Regions from separate parts of the Gossypium hirsutum genome. Here region 1 is linked to region 2. The links are chromatin contacts, called in public Hi-C maps. All regions are on one chromosome and are shown on one strand. Each heading gives the region's core, a stretch centred on a gene start, on an enhancer-like site or on the middle of the called end of the contact. The rest is flanking DNA. Distances are from core to core; before and after follow the strand shown. Region 1 holds the start of LOC107961978 (beta-glucosidase 46). Region 2 holds the start of LOC107961976 (glucose-6-phosphate/phosphate translocator 2, chloroplastic).

The links. Hi-C and Micro-C count contacts between places; a contact is called where the count stands out from the background.
Region 1: a contact with region 2 is called in a Hi-C map of leaf, with 2.1 times the contacts expected there. The contact joins the promoter of LOC107961978 here to the promoter of LOC107961976 in region 2. A contact is called at or near these places in 3 of 34 Hi-C or Micro-C datasets (fibers and leaf).

The regions. Positions count from the first base shown.
Region 1 is chrA06:116,438,177-116,440,876 of Gossypium_hirsutum_v2.1, forward strand. It overlaps LOC107961978 (beta-glucosidase 46), which reads left to right and starts at 1,339. Exons shown (of 12, transcript XM_016898174.2): 1 at 1,339-1,637; 2 at 1,721-1,787; 3 at 1,876-1,934.
Region 2 is chrA06:116,200,687-116,203,386 of Gossypium_hirsutum_v2.1, forward strand. LOC107961976 (glucose-6-phosphate/phosphate translocator 2, chloroplastic) reads left to right here and starts at 1,368. Exons shown (of 5, transcript XM_016898171.2): 1 at 1,368-2,220; 2 at 2,310-2,535; 3 at 2,625-2,700. The coding sequence starts at 1,702.

The DNA.
Region 1 (2,700 bases), core at 89-2,588, 240 kb after region 2:
TTACACATAAAATTAAATAGTAAATTACTTTTTCGACTTAAAATTTTTATCTATTTTTATTATTATTTAACATTTTACGTATATCTCATGTTAATGTATAAAAATTAATTTTAAACTATAAAAATTAATTAAATTTTTAATATCATGTCTAATTTGCTCTTTAATTTAACATACAAAAATTAATTTACTTATTTTTTGAAAACGGAGAAAAATACAATTCGATTCTTAATATAGAGGCCTCTATAGTACATTCTCAAGAAATCATATATTATTAAGCCTCGAAGTAGGCATATTTTCCCAATTATGTATTTAAATTTTTTTTGTCCTAGATTAATACATAAACTATTATTCCGTTATCTTCTTCAACTTTTTTTCTAAACGGTGTTAAAAAAATCAGTTGTCACTGACACCTTTCAACCAATAAGAATGTGCCATATGGTACTTTGGTTTGTTTATTAATATTATATATAATATTGATTAGAAATTAAATAAAATCATAAATAATATATAAATAATTTAAAAAAATTGAAAGGTAAAAAAATTCTAGAATATATAAATACAAATATATAATATTATATAAAAATTTAAAATATATCATAAATTGTTTAAAGAATGACTTTAGAGTTTTTTAAAATTTTCAAAATATATCTATTATTTTTTGCATTTTTAGAATTTAGAATTTTTTAATTTTTAAATAATATTTTGATGTGTCATGTTCTAGTAGCGCCACGTGGACCAGGGGCGTAGCTAGGGGTATATAGGCTATTAAAATGGTGAAATTATATTTTTCACTATCATAAAAATTATAATTTAATTTTGGTCCTCCCTAAATTATTTTTCTGACTTTGCCCTTGACATGGACAATCAAGGTCGGCAACATCTTGTCAATGGTGGGTAAATGCTTTTATTTTAAATAAATATAAGTACTACATGGCACATTCTAATTGGTTGAAAGGTGCCACGCGACTCATTCTAATTGATGTCATGTGGTAATTTTTTTTTAACATTGTTAAGAAAATGACTGAACTGGGTAACAGAATGACAATTTAAGTACCAATTTGAAATAAAAAAGTTTAAATACCAAAACGAAAAAACTACATAATTCGAAGGCCAAATTTAAAAAAAAAACCTTTTGAATAATATTTTTATGATTTGTGGGTCTTGAAACTTTGTTTGGCTACACTGTTCATACAACCAAATTAAATCATCAAGAAGATAGATTCAATGTTGATGAATTCAGAGTTCGGAATTTTAAAACCTTTCTTTAATTTAAAATAGTTGATTAATCAATGAAAGATCAAACATTATAATACTTTTACAATTCAACCCTCCAGTTGGTATACGGTACAAACTCCATTATTTATTTGTCATGGTCAAGGACGGCATGCAACCAACATTTTCATCTTCTCTTCTCCATATCCTGCATCTCTTGTGTTTGGTCATAGCAGCAGATTTGGTATATTGGATTCTCCACGCTTTGCATTCTTTTCTTTGCCTTCCAGATGTTCGTGTTATTGCCACTTCCGGTTTCACCGGAGCTGTTAACGCTGAAACAAAGCTTGGGTAATGGTAATAATAACAATCCATCTTCATTTCCTCCGAACTTTCTCTTTGGAACGGCCTCCTCTGCTTACGAGGTTTGCTTCACCACCATTCTTTCAATTTTTTTATCCTATTGAAAACAAGCAGATGTAATGAATGGTCTGTTCATTTTGGGCAGTATGAAGGTGGTTACTTGAGTGATGGGAAAGGTTTGAACAATTGGGATGTTTAAACCCACAGACCAGGTCATAATTCAACATCGAATTCCTTCAAACTTGCTTTTTGTTTAAAATGATATCCCCATATTCAACAACAACAAATAATTTATTGCAGGAAAGGTCATCGACGGAAGCAATGGAGACGTAGCAGTGGATCATTATCATCGCTATTTGGTAAGCTTACTTCACATCCATGTAGCCTTCTGCACCGCGTTTCGTTCTTTTCCAATTAGCTGAGGTTCACCCCTCAATTCTTTTAAAAGGGTAAATTTCTCCATAGGTCACCCAACTATGGGTCTGTTTTTTTTTTTTCTGTCACTTAACTAAACTAGATTTGTTATCCATTTCCATTTAGTGCCGTTAAGTGTTTAACTCGAAGGTAATATAGTGGTTCAAAAATCGATAAAATCACTAATTTTATGTATTATTATTATTATATATTTTTTAACTATCATATCACCCTTTCGTCAAACATTTAAAGGTAGAGGTGTAATTTCAATCAATTCAAATGGTTTGATTTTTTTATACCAAAAATCAAATAAATTGAATTATCCATGTAAGTCGAATAAATCGAACCAACCTAATGAGTAAAATCGAATAAACCGAATTGAAAATTTTCAATTTTGTTTTTTTCTTAATTGTAAAAAAAAATCTAATTGAGGTAGTTATAATTTTTTTCCTTTAATTTTTTTCAAATAATTTTCTTCTTTCTTCAAATTATTATATTGTATTACTTTTAATTTTATTTTTATTTAAAATTCATTACAAAATATTAAAAATTAAATCAAATAAATTTTAATGAACTCAAAAAATATTTATTTTCTTGCATGGCCAACATACAATTCCCAAGTCTTCTATCGTTCTTAATATTAATTTGCGTTTTTTTAATATATTAAATGATAAAAAATAAAAGGAATACAATAAAAAATTAAACTATCAA
Region 2 (2,700 bases), core at 118-2,617:
ACTACTTTCTTTCCCATTCCAATTGCACCATCGAATGCTGTTCCAACTGCTACACCTAAATTTACATCTTGCACCAGCCGCCAATCAATCAAACTGATATATATATATAATATTTTCCCACCATTTTAAGAGTTAGAAAATTTTGATCCGTCCAAATAATATAGCATGAAAAAAAGGAAAAAAGAAAAAAGGTTTAACGATCAAAAACACATGCAGATTGACAGGTGTCTTTTTGGGTCCAGATTTTTATTGCTTGGGATTGTCTTTACATGTTCAATAATGGGGGTGCTCAGTTGCTGCAAGAAAATTAGCGGTGAAGAATTGAGACCAATGTTATGGGCTGTTGCCATCAACTATAATTGGTCATTTGGTATGGCTACACAGTGCTGAAGACATATAATAATATAAACACTGTCCACTATGATATTATTGGTGGGAAAATATCAAAGAAAAGAACGTTCCATATTTTTAGGTGGCTGAAAATTTGTTTAAGGAAATTCAATTTAGTTGTAGGTGGAATTTGGAACCTTAATTTAAGCATTATTCAAGAAATACAAAGGAAAGTTCATGCAAGTTTGACTACTGTTTTCCCATGTTCTAAAATTTGCAGCTTGACAATGGTTAAGAGAAATAATGGGTGATATCAAAGAAAACAAAGTTGGAAGTCCAATTTGCAAACATGCACTTATTCATTAGAAATTTCAAATTACTCTCGTTAAATATGACTCCTATTTTCAGTCAAATTTAAAAAATAATTTTTTAGTTAAACTCTGTTTACTTGTTTCAATCAAATACTGATTAGTTTAGATTATTTTATTATTATTTGACCTATAAATTTAGCGTATAAATCGACTCTTTTACAATCTTAGAAATACACACTTAATAGATATTAGAACTCATAACACATTTAGAGAATCTTGTGTTTACGTTTTGAGGGTTCTTTGTTTTCGGGTTTTCGAGGTTTAGTCTTTATTTTCATCTTTTGTACTCTTTGTTCTTTTGCCATTATAGTAAAATTATCTTTATCTGTGATTTTTTATCCACTTTGGAGGTGTTTTTTCACGTTAAATTTGTGTGTTTAATTTCTTAATTTATTCCTCTATTTTTTTTACTTGTTATTTAATCGAGTCGATTCTAACAATTATTTTAAATAATTGTCAAAAGTTGAAGTTATTCGAGTTTTTTAAATTCTTATCCTTTTAAGTTTGCATTAATTTAGACTATATATTGATATAATTTAAGCTTGAATTATTTAGAGGTAAATAATTTGACTTAAATTTAATTTTAGAGTAAACATCCTCAAACTATTAATTTTGTATGATTGAAATTTCATTTTTCATAATGGGAGAACTGAATAAGGTTAAGAAAAACAAAGGAGAAGGATATTTTAGTAAAAAAAAAAAAAACCAAACAAACAAACAATCTAAAACCGAGTAAGCATGTCCAACTCTGCAAGCGAAGAAAAATCAACAGTACCGCCTCATCTTGGAGGCGTCTTCTTCCTTCCTCTGCTCTTCACTTTCCTATAAATTCCCCTCTCTGCTTTGCCCTTCTTTTCACCCCAAACCAAACCAAACCACAACCTTTCTTTGCTTCTCTCTGAGACTCTTTACATCTATCAAACTTCCAGATTTTCCTACAAATATCACGTTCCTCTCACTGTTAAACTCACATTCTCTTTGAAAAACATACTAAAGCACCATGCTCTCTTCAATTAAGCTCTCCCCATCTTCTTTCACTTCCACAGGTTTCTTACCCAAGAGACGTTCAATCCCCACACCACAATTCTCTCCATTACCCATTATCAAGAGCCTCCACAGTGCCTTCCCCACCCAGTCTTTCTCTTCTCAAAAACCGCTACATGTTGCCTCCATTGACAATCTTGCAATCCCGAAAAACACCCAGCAGAGGAAAACTGAGTGCCAGGCCTATGAAGCCGACAGGTCTAGGCCTCTGGACATAAATATTGAGTTACCTGACGAGGATGCGAGATTGGAAGCAGCTAAAAGGATTAAGATTGGGATTTACTTTGCTACTTGGTGGGCTTTGAATGTAGTTTTCAACATATATAACAAGAAGGTTCTCAATGCTTTCCCTTTCCCTTGGCTGACCTCTACCCTATCTTTGGCTGCTGGCTCTTTACTGATGCTCATATCTTGGGCCACTAGAGTTGCTGATGCTCCTAAAACCGACTTTGAGTTTTGGAAGACCCTTTTCCCTGTAAGTTTTTCTACGTTTTAACCACTTCGCAAGAATAGAGACTTTTTTGAACATGTTAAGAAATTTATTGATGGGTTTGCATGTTTTAGGTTGCGGTGGCACATACAATTGGGCATGTAGCAGCAACTGTGAGCATGTCAAAGGTCCCTGTTTCATTCACACATATCATCAAGAGTAGTGAACCTGCATTCAGCGTTTTGGTTTCAAGATTTTTGTTAGGGGACTCATTTCCAATGCCAGTTTACTTGTCCCTTGTACCAATTATTGGAGGTTGTGCACTTTCAGCTTTGACTGAGCTCAATTTTAACATGACTGGTAAGAAGAAAGCAAGCCTGATTGAATTAACCTCTTTTCTCTCTTTTCTATGATACAAATTTGAGCTTTGCATTGTGATTGTGTTTCAGGTTTCATGGGGGCTATGATATCAAACTTGGCATTTGTGTTTAGAAACATATTCTCAAAGAAAGGGATGAATGGGAA